Regions from separate parts of the Zea mays genome. Here regions 2 and 3 are each linked to region 1. The links are chromatin contacts, called in public Hi-C maps. All regions are on one chromosome and are shown on one strand. Each heading gives the region's core, a stretch centred on a gene start, on an enhancer-like site or on the middle of the called end of the contact. The rest is flanking DNA. Distances are from core to core; before and after follow the strand shown.

Region 1 (3,674 bases), core at 479-2,978:
CACGGGGACACGGCACGACTGATTGGGACTTGGGAGTCCGGAACCGAGCGTTGATTATTGATTGGAGCTCCGGTTCCCAAGTCCTGGTTCAACTGCTAGTTTATGCCCCACGACGGGATTAGGCAAGATTCTGCCTACGGCTATGACTACTCTAGCTTCTATGCGACTATACAACTGAGATTAGCCCACAGCTTATCCACATGCTGATGACAGCATGGGAGTCGTCGTAGTAAGTACTGCGCTACTAGCTCATATGGAAGCTGATCTATTCGCAACTTTTTATTTATCGCAGCCAGTGCAACTAGATGTGCTCCTAGCAGTTTTAGTGATGAAAAAGTAGCTAGCTCACTAAAGTACGTCAAGTTGTGCGTCTATATATCCTCTATCAAATCTTGCTGGAGAAAAACAAAGGAGATGCGCTTATTAGCACACTCAATTTTGTGACGGTGGTGGTGGTTAAGATTTGATAGGGAAATTGTGTGCCATGCATGGGAAAGGAGTGACCTAGAAGGTTTTAGATGTGACTGATGCACAATACTATCAACTATGGTCTTCTGTTCTATTTACCATCTTTTAATATGTCGAGGGGAGTTAAATGTCCAGCGGCACATGAACTTATTAAGTGTATGCATCGTGTGTAAGTAGTATAACCCCTCCCGCATAAGACTTTCTCTGGGTATTCTAATATTCAATCTCGAATCCACATGTATTTTATTATATTTAATAGTCAGTGATTTGCATTTGAATATTTTATGTGACTTCAATTAAACTTTGGTTAAAAAACAAATATCCACCGGCACCAAGAGCCTAGATTCTGACAGCGCACTCGAAGGCGGCGCATGGGCCTCCTCGCTTTCAGCGCCACTTGGTCATGCGCAGTGCCGGCACGAATCCTGAATCGACCGCCCGTCTCCATTTGACAGATGCTGCATGAGAATCTCAAGTAGTAGTAGTAATGATTTGGCCGCCGGCGACGCCGTCGTTCAGCAGTGTGCGCCGTACAGGAACCGGCATTGTCCTGCGATCTAGCCGTTCCCCAAAACGGACCAGACCGACGGACGGCGCGTCCTGCTGCTCAGGCCCTGTCACCCGCCGGTCGCTCTTTATTTTCGTACCCTAGCCCAAACACCCCCCGAACCCAAAAAATCATTAGCAAGTGCACCGTGCGCCCAGGCAGATTCATCTCGTAATTACTCAGCAGTACTAGATGCCCGCGGCCTCTAACTCGTCGGGTTCGACGGCGGCCGGACGGCCGGAGAACGTGTAGACTGTAGCCTGCCGGCCGCGCTCGCTAGAACAGGGAGGCGACGCCGTGCATGCACCAGCCGACCTGTACGCGCACTTTTTCTTTTGCAGGCGGGAAGCGGGATGCTTGCTTTGATCACGCGAACCGTAGCGTAGCCAAAGCCCACGCTACATTGCATTGCAGCGCTCCAACAGCAAGCCAAACACGACGAAACGCTCCCGGCCCCAGCTGCTTGTTATGCCGGGTGCCCGTAGCGCCGCCGTGCCGCAGACGCGCGGACCCCTGGGCCCATTGCCCTCGTGGCCCCGTGCCGTGCTCTGGCTTCCTTTCTGAACGGATCCCCTCCCCCACCAAAAAAAAAAAAAAACTCCGACGCCTTGGGCCGTTGGACGCAACTCGCGAGCCCCCCGAAAGCACCGCCCGCTCCCACACCCGGCACGAGGCGGAGGCACCCACACCCACTCCGGTCACCCAACTTGACTCGCCCTCCCCCTACCTCCGTCGCTCTTCCCGTGAAACCCTCCAGGATCCAACGAAAAAGGCGAAATCTCCGAACCACACCGCCATAATCACACACGCCAACCGGCGGCCCAGGGCCGGCTTTCCCCCCTGGTTCCCTCCTCAAATGGCCTAGCGGAGGCGGGTGTCTCTTTTCTTTCCCCTCGCGTCGCGCCTCAGTGAGGGCAAGGTAGAGTGGCACTGGGAAAGACGCGCGCCGTGCCGCCTCGCAATGCCCGCTCCCGACCGTGCCACGGCGGGGGGCGGTGCCGGGGGCCACTTCCGCGGCCACGCGCACCTCACCAACTGCATCCACCTGCGCCACCACCACGCGCACGCGCACGCGGGAGCGGGAGGCGCGTCGTCGTCGGGCCGGAGGCGGAGCCCGGCGTCCGCGTCGCTGATGCGCGACCTTCTCGCGCTGCAGCGCTCGCGATCGCTCCGGGACCCGTCCACGCGCCGCTCCGTCGAGTCGTCCAGGGTGGCGGCCGACCCCGACGATGGCACCGACGACGACGACGACGACGACGCCGATCTCCCCGCCAAGTCCCGCCGCAGCGCCGGGGCGCTCAAGACGCTCCTGGACCAGCTAGCCGAGAACCCCCATCCGAAGCCCGGCCGCCGCCCGCCCCGCCGGTTCAAACGTCGGGCAGGCCGCCGCGCCGCCGCTGCCAGCAAGCCTCCAGACCGCGCGGCCGCGCTCTCCGTCAACTCCAGCTCCCAGGAGGCCGTCTGCGGCAACAAATACCTGTTCCATGGCGGCGGCGGCGGCGACGACGACGGCGATGGCGTGGTGGAGCTGCAGCAGCATTTGCCGCAGGACTCGCGCAACGTCTGTGGCATTCCATGGAACTGGTCGCGTCTGCACCACCGGGGCAAGTCTATCCTCGACATGGCCGGCCGCAGCCTTTCGTGCGGCCTCTCCGACTCCAAGTCGGCGGCGGGGCGAAAGTCCGAAGCGCCCGCCGCCTCAGGTGTCCGTCCCCTTTTCCCCGTTAAGTCCGAGAGGCTGGCTTCGTCGACCAGTTCGGACTCGGACGCGCTGCCCCTGCTTGTTGAGGAGGCTGCCACCTCCGGTGCTCGCAAACGCATTGGCGTCATTTCTTCTGGAAGCTACTCCGGAGAGCTTGGGATTTTCTCTAACCAGACAAGCGAGATGGACTCCGACCTGCTGTCTGAGTCTCAGTCGGGGCACAAGTCACTGGCCTCGCGCTCGCAGCATGGCCGTGGGCGTCATCGTAGCCTGACACAGAAGTTCGCACCAAAGACGTTCAAAGACGTTGTTGGCCAGAGCTTGGTGGTGCAGGCGCTGTCCAACGCCATCCTGAGGAGGAAGATTGGGTTGGTGTATGTATTCTATGGTCCGCACGGCACGGGCAAGACTTCGTGCGCCCGTGTCTTTGCCAAGGCGCTCAATTGCCTCTCCTCTGAGCACCCCAGGCCCTGTGACTCATGCACGTCGTGCATTGCTCACAATCTCGGCAAGAGCAGGAGCCTGATGGAGATTGGGCCGGTTGGCAACATCGACATGGAGGGCATTGTGGACGTCCTCGATAATGTGATGCTTTCACCTGCACCATCACACTACAGGGTGTTTATATTTGATGACTGTGATACTCTGCCAGCTGACACTTGGAGTGCTATCTCAAAAGTTGTGGACCGGGCACCCCGTCGAGTTGTGTTTATCCTTGTCAGTCCAAACCTTGAACTTCCTCACATCATCCTGTCGAGATGCCAGAAGTTCTTTTTCCCAAAGCTGAGGGAGTCCGACATTGTCAATACATTGCAGTGGATTTGCACCAGCGAGAGTCTAGATGTTGATAAAGATGCAATGAAGCTAATTGCATCTCGTTCCGATGGATCTTTGAGGGATGCCGAGATGACTCTTGATCAACTCAGTTTGCTTGGACAAAGGATTTCCTTGTCTCTT
Region 2 (3,674 bases), core at 731-3,230, 350 kb before region 1:
AAATAAATTACTCGAGTATACTCCGTTTCTTTGCCAGTGATACCGCATGCGCTTGGGATTCTGAATCATTTTGTCATGGACAGACAACCTTTTTTTTTCTTTGTTTATTCAAGAGTTGGCCAACGCGGCGATCGATTGGAATGAAAGGCGGAGTCAAATCCCGGGACCGAGCTTGTCAGAAAAGAGATCTGTCTGTCAGAGTCTAATAGATCATACTACAGAACATAGCTAATCCAAAACTGTATCTACTAGTACTAGTGCTATGCCATGTCATGCCATGGAACAAATAAAACGTGACGACCATTCGCAGAATGCACCGAGCTCCACATAGTACCTTTTTGCCGCATACGGCATACCTCATTATACACAAAAAAGGAGGGGGAAATGTGTAATATACATTAGTACTAAGTACTGAGACTGCAGAGACAAGGACAACAAAAAGGAGGCAATATGTACACAACAGGGCAGCCAAGCTCACAAAATTAACATTAACGAGACTAAGGGAGATTACCATCAGAGGGACAGGGACTAGGGAACAGAGTCTGCATTACGCAGCGGTTAGCAGGCACGTACGCACACAGCAACGCACATGCTCAATTCTATCGCCACTACGTACTTGCGTCTGACAAGGTTAATGCTATCAACATCACGGCGCCGCCTGCCGATCGCTGCTGACGAAGCTCACGGAAAGAGCGTCTCCCGCACGTCGGCGAAAGCCGCGAGGATCGCCGGGTAGTGCCGCGGCGAGTTGAGCACGAGGTACGTCTCCAGCAGCCGCTCCGCGCTGTGCTCGCCTTCGTCGTCGCCGCCGCCTCCGGCCCCGCCAGCGGGCCACTCTGCGATCATCTCCTGCATGGACTTGCGGAAGTCCTCGTACGGGTCGGCCGACCGCTTGACCACCGCGAACCCGCCGTCCGTCGCCGACGAGCCGCGCGGGAGCTCGAAGCTGTACCGGCAGCTCTGCGACGCGCCGCGGCGCGGGGGCGCCGGCGCCGGCGCCAGCGCCAGCGCGCGGCACGGGCCCGAGACGGACGCGCGCCCCCTGCTGGCGCTGGCGTTCCGGCGCGGGCAGCTGTAGAAGTCGGACGAGTCGGACGACAAGCTCCGCGACGAGAAGAGGTTCCTCGAGTCCTCGTCGTACTCGTCGTCGGACGACGAGCTGCTGGCCAGGCGGCGCGACGACGGCCGGCGCGAGGAGCCCCGCCCCTGCTTCCACCTCGCCAGCGGCGGCAGCGGCGGCAGGCGCGCCACGGACGGCGAGGACGGCGGGCACTTGCGGCCCTCCCACTCGCCGCCGGACTCGTGCGGCAACAGCCCGGGCCCCGCGGCCGTGGACCGCCGGTCCGCCCTCCTGCCGGCGGCGTCGAGGGAGAGGAGGAGGGACGGGTCCGCCGCGTCGACGGAGCGGCGGCCCGCGCAGTCGATGGTGATGTGAACCAGCGGCGCGGACAGGGACAGGCGGCGGTCGGCGACCCCACCACCACCTCCGGGCTTCTTGCCGCTGCCGAGGCTGGAGTACGACGGGAATGCCAGCGGCGGCGGCGGCTTCGCCTCGTCCTCGCCGTCGCGGCGCTTCCTGCTGCCGCCCCCCGCGCGCCGGGAGAACACCGAGAGCATCGCCGCGAGCCGGTGCTTCAGCTTCTTACGCCCGGCGCCAGCGCCAGCGCCCGACACGGAGTCCTCCATGGCCTCGCGGAGGTGCATGCGCAGATGTGCTCTTGCTTGATTCCGCCGGTTGCCTTGCCTCTGCTTCTGCTCTGAGCGTGCGTGGGCCGTGTGGTCTGGTCTGTGGAGAGAAGGCGCCAAGGCGGGGACGTTCGCGGGAGCGGGTGTTGTGTTGTTGGTCTATCGCATTCGTGCCGAGCTAATGCGGCCTCGCGCGCGCGGCTTTAACCGCCCGTGCCGCGAGCTAGGAACAAAAAAACTGCCAGGTCCGTCCGGCCGCCCAGGCAGACAGAGACATGGCCTGGTGTGGTAGGGGTGGGCAACCCTCGGGTCGTGGCGTGGGCGGTTGGCGCGCTCTCGCTCGCACGTAACGTAAGCGGGGGAGAAGAGATGGCCCGAGACGTGCCGTTACGGCCGTACGGACGGCCACCACGTCGTTCGCGGCCGCCGGATGCCGTATTCGCTGTGTCCCAGATGCTTTTACTATTCTTCCTGGATTTAGGTTACGAACAAGGGATACGTACAAGATTGGTTCGTGCCATGCTAGTGTCGCGTTGTTGTGCCGCGTCGCATTGCATTGCATGGGGATGCCCGATGGGACCGGGGCCGCCTGGCGTGGGGCCGCAGGGGGGGGGCTCCTGAGTCCTGCGCGCCCGCGCTGCGTGTTTTCGCCGGAGTCAGCTCAGCTCAGCCCTCAGCTGGTTGAAAGTAGAGCTTTTCCGTGAAGGGAACAGCAACAGCTACAGCTTTGTGATGGCAGACTGGCTCAAAACAGAACACACTGGAGCAAGGCGGGCCGCAGCACAGTTTGGGCGAAGTAAAGACTAAAGACACGGGAGGAGTAGATCGATCAGTCGGCTGCGCTTTCCGTGCGATCAACTGCCCTTTACTGCAAGGCTGCAACCTGCAACTGCTCCCCCAGCCGCTGTGCATGATGCCGGCGAGTACCGGGCATTGACTACGGCAACTCCACTCTGCACTGTACACCACTGCTGCCACGGCACAGCTGTCTACTATACTTACTACAAATACGTAGCTGAACGACACACCCAGCACAAAAAAAAAGCAACAGCTTGTTAGCGTGCTGTTTCTCCCATGGCATCAGCGCTTGCATTGTTTAGCGGCGAACGCGTGCTTGCTCCAGCTGTGGTTAGGCAGACGACCTGTTCTCTTCTCTTGGATTATACAAGCATCTATCTATCGCGTAGACGGCGCACGGCTTTTTAAGACGTGGCCCTAATAAGGACAAACGTGTGTTTTTTTAGGAGGAAGACATGGGTGTCAGAACTTTAAACTATAGAGGTGTAGGGCAGATGGACTACTGAAAGCCTACTGTTTCACCAGGATCAACAAAATTACAGCCAAGTCTGCCTGGAGTAAAATATTACCAGCATTCTGTCAGTCTCCAGGCGAACCTGTACCGGTCCACTGGCTCCTTTCTCAGGTATATTTTACAAAGGACACTGTGTGATAGAAAGGGATCCCAATAATGTGGCGCTCTCAATACATTCTGTACACCACAAAGCCAGTTCTTAACAGGTCAGGTTCATGCACCTCCTGCCATTTGTATGCTGCAGGGTCCAAGGGAGCATATGATATAGGTGGCAGACAAAAAAGTGAGATTCCCGCTGGTGATTAGCTAACACCAGAATTTATTAATCATTTAACCCCACAGTATACACAAGCCTATAATCAGATGGGAACAAGGGGAAAACGTTGGTTGGGATTGTACGTGTACACAATAGAAATAAAGAAAAAAACCATGATCAGCTGATTTTAGCACCTTGTCCGCATCCCCAGAGTGTTGATTGGGTAATCATGTACAGGGGGCCATATTGGACAGTCAACAGCTCAAAAGGCTGGATTAGTTGGTGCGAACGCCTGATTGCGGAGGCGCCGACTGCTGAATGTCCATGCATCAATGGACGACAGTGCTTTGCATGCTGTTCTAGTTGCTTCGCCCTGGTTTGGTTATCATTGCATCTCAATGCTTGAGCCAATAATTCCTA
Region 3 (3,674 bases), core at 700-3,199, 300 kb after region 1:
CCTCATTTGCTTTCTTGAACAGACGCGCCTGTGCCGCGGCGGCGCCGTCGTCACCAGAGTTGAGCGCAGCACCGAATGCGTCCTTCACCTCCTGCGTCGTGAAGGGGAACCTGTTGTTCACCATGGAGTTGAGCAACGACGCCGTGCCCTCGCGGTAGAGCGCGCCCATGCCGTCCTCGCGCGTGTTCGCCAGCGCCTCCGGTACGGTGAGGTCGTGCCCGAACGGCACCGCCGCGCTCGGGCCGAACAGCCGCACCAGCGGGCACCAGAAACCGAATAGGCCCCAGATCACGCCCGGGTGCATCATCCAGTAGCTGCAAAGCCAGAAAACACGAGCGACGTTGCATACGTTAGGGTGTGCCAGGGGTTTTGTGTACAAGGGCTTAGGGGGGTTACGTTTACATACGTGCATGGGCCCGTGAAGGGCGGCGTGTTGGGGTCGTACGGCGTTGGGGTAGTCGGTGTTGGCGTCAGTGGAGAGAACGGTGGTGATGTGCTGATAGGCGGTAACGGCACTTGTGGAGTCGGCGTGTACCCACCACCGCCGCCAGGCGTGGTCGGGGAGGTTTCAGAGGACGGTGAAGGGGGGCCATAGTAGCCGCCGCCGCCACTGCCGCCAGGGGTTGTGGGGGAAGTATCACTGGACGGCGATGGAGGGCCGTAGTAGCCGCCGCCAGGAGTGGTCGGCGAAGTGTCACTGGACGGCGACGGAGGTCCGTAGTAGCCACCACTAGGCGCAGACGGTGTGGTCGGAGAGGTGTCAGAAGACGGCGAAGGAGGGCCATAGTACCCACCACCACCACCAGGCGTCGATGGAGAGGTGTCACTGGATGGCGAAGGGGGAGCACTACACCCTCCACCACCACCTCCAGGCGTCGACGGAGAGGTGCCACTGGACGGCGGAGGGGTTGCGCTACACCCTCCATCACTACCTCCAGGTGTCGATGGAGAGGTGTCACTGGACGGCGAAGGGGGAGCACTATACCCTCCACCATCACCGCCAGGCGGCGACGTCGGGGAGGTGTCAGAGGACGGCGAGGGAGGTCCGTAGTACCCACCACCACCTCCGGGCGTTGATGGAGAGCTGCCACTAGACGGCGAAGGGGGAGCACTACACCCTCCAGTACCACCACCGCCGGGCGTGGTCGGGGAGGTGTCAGAGGACGGCGAGGGAGGCCCATAGTACCCACCACCACCTCCAGGTGTCGGTGGAGAAGTATCACTGGACGGCGAAGGGGGGACACTACAGCCACCACCACCTCCGGGCGTCGATGGGGAGGTATCACTGGACGGCGAAGGAGGAGCACTGTATCCGCCGCCGCCACCGCCAGGAGGCGTCACCGGGGAGGTGTCAGATGATGGCGAGGGGGGACCGTAGTAGCCACCACCGGGCGTCGTCGGGGAGGTGTCGCTGGACGGTGACGGGGGAGCATCGTACCCGCCGCTACCGCCTGGAGCTGTCGGTGTGGTCGGGGAAGTGCCGATGTCTGGCGAAGGCGGGTAGTAGCTGCCGCCGCCGGGTGTGGTTGGCGTGGTCGGCGAGGTGCCGATGGACGGCGGGCAGGGCGGAGTCCCGTGTGAGCCTGCAAGGAAAGAGCGCACACAACGTCGTGTCAGTTGAGAGAATACGAAGAAACTGGAAGTCGTGGCTCGTGGGCCTCGAACCGGGAGAGTGGTCCGGGTCGGCGGGGTCCTTCCGGCCGCCGAAAGGCTCGCCATCGCGGAGACGGCGCGCAGCATTCTTCAGGCGGCCAAAAGGCTCGCCCTCGTCGAGCACACGCGCTGCCGCGGCGTACGCCAGCAAGAGGCAGCAGCAAACGAACACGAGAGCCGGCCTAGTAGCCATCTCCACACTCCTTGCAAGGAGGCAATGAGCTAGCTGAAGCTTGCTGGAGGTTTACAGGGTAGTGAGCTTTCCAGCTAGCCTTACTAGCTGCTGGTCTACTATATAACACAGCTCGCGCCTTCTCGTTCGCATATAAAAATCTGCTGCATCGTGCACAGGGCAAAGGATAGCGCACCGAATAAATGCACTGAATCAAAAGACTGACACTCCTAGAGGGAAGAGAGTCCGGCCGAGGTAGCTGGGGTGAACACCGCGCAGTTCACCGAAATGGAAATGGGCCGTAACGCCACGTCTTGATGGGCCGGCACCATCGTACCATCCTTTCACTATCGCGTGACCCAGTTCCGACTTGCACGCACCGACGCGCCACGAACGAACGCCATGCATGCACTGCTGCGGAACTCTGCCGCCCGCTGCGCCAGCGCCAGTATGCACCGTGGTCGACGGCCATGTGCAGGCGGTGCCGTCGTGTCGTCGTCGCCGCGCCGAGCGCGTGCACGCGGCGCGACGAGGGTTAGTTCTCGAACAGCACTTCAGCAAGCTAAGGGGGCACGGTGATGGGGCGTACGTCGTCCGCGCATCACGTACATGCATGGCTGCATGCATGCGTGCCTTGCAGGTGTGGCGTTAATGGCCGGTGTCCGGTCCATTTTCATCAGTCTCCTCCCTCCAATAGTTCAAGAATTTACTCTCAGCTAGCTACCATCGCTGTGGCTCCATAAGTTCCATGCGTGGGGCAGGCAGTGCGCGTCGGCGTGGCAGAGCGACACGGATGTGGCACCTGTACGAGCTGGACTGTGGCTTCAGAGGGAGAAATCAATGGCGCGGGCAGAGGTTGTTTCTCGAACTGTTTGTGTTTGGACTTCAAGTTTTCAACCATCCACCTAGCACCGAGACACCGAGTACAGAGGCACAGTACGTATTTGGAGCCAGCTTTGTGACCATGTGGTGGCAGCAGTGCCAATGTATGTGTATCAGTTATCAAAATGCCTTCGGGTGATCGTCTGCCTTGGATTGGATTGGATTGGATGCAAGATATGAATATGATGCATGTGAGGATGAAAACAAACGAGTAACAAACCGAGTATAAAAATAAAGTAGCATGTTTAGGAGTTAGGGGTGCGTTTGGTTACAATGACAGAACGGGTCGACATGAGACGATCCCTTAAATAAAATTGTTTGGTTAAGGTTTAAGGTTTAGAACAGGACTATCTCACTGTTGTCTCCAGTTGTCCCTCAAAATTGGAGCGACGAGAGAGAACACCAGGGGACGTCCTTGTCCACGCTGTCCTGCAACCAAATGCACCATATGACGTCGTCAAAGGCCATCAAAAGATATAAAAAAATAAATTTCAAAATTTAACAATTTTAAATGTATATTTGAGACTCTAAATAACTTTAAATCTAAAAAATTATAGGTCGCATTATGAAATACAAATTCCGTGTACGTGTAGGCCATGTTAACATCGAAGATGAGTCAAAAGTTCCTAAATTAATTTTCTATTTTTGAGAAACTAAAACTAAATTTGAACTCTAATAAATAGTTTCAAATAAAAACGCATCAACTATAAACTTGTGGATCACATCGACCTCTGTAACTTTAGTATGAATTTGGTCTTCATCCGACTTTATACGAAAAATATGAATTATTTTTACATAATTGGTTTTAAAAATAGTCCCTAAGTCTTAAGCGAATCAGTTAATCAATTTGTACGGGCGGCATCTAATGCCTTTGTAAGGAGTTGTTTAATAAAGATGGTCTCTTTAAAATATACACATTTGTAAATAATTAACATAGCTATCGATTGTTCCGACCTGTCCTACCGTT

The links. Hi-C and Micro-C count contacts between places; a contact is called where the count stands out from the background.
Region 2: a contact with region 1 is called in a Hi-C map of ear, with 2.2 times the contacts expected there. The contact joins the promoter of LOC103651236 here to the promoter of LOC103651238 in region 1. A contact is called at or near these places in 4 of 25 Hi-C or Micro-C datasets (ear, endosperm, root tip and 1 more).
Region 3: a Hi-C map of tassel shows a contact between it and region 1, with 2.4 times the contacts expected there. The contact joins the promoter of LOC100382457 here to the promoter of LOC103651238 in region 1. A contact is called at or near these places in 2 of 25 Hi-C or Micro-C datasets (leaf and tassel).

What each region holds. Positions count from the first base shown.
Region 1 is chr3:206,240,973-206,244,646 of Zm-B73-REFERENCE-NAM-5.0, forward strand. LOC103651238 (protein STICHEL-like 3) reads left to right here and starts at 1,729. Exons shown (of 7, transcript NM_001364965.1): 1 at 1,729-3,674. The coding sequence starts at 1,977.
Region 2 is chr3:205,887,790-205,891,463 of Zm-B73-REFERENCE-NAM-5.0, forward strand. LOC103651236 reads right to left here and starts at 1,981. Exons shown (of 1, transcript XM_008676854.4): 1 at 323-1,981. The coding sequence starts at 1,704. The coding sequence ends at 682. LOC100272283 reads right to left here. Exons shown (of 5, transcript NM_001146770.1): 5 at 3,303-3,674. The coding sequence ends at 3,650.
Region 3 is chr3:206,542,042-206,545,715 of Zm-B73-REFERENCE-NAM-5.0, forward strand. It overlaps LOC100382457, which reads right to left and starts at 1,950. Exons shown (of 3, transcript NM_001321426.1): 1 at 1,666-1,950; 2 at 407-1,583; 3 at 1-314. The coding sequence starts at 1,846.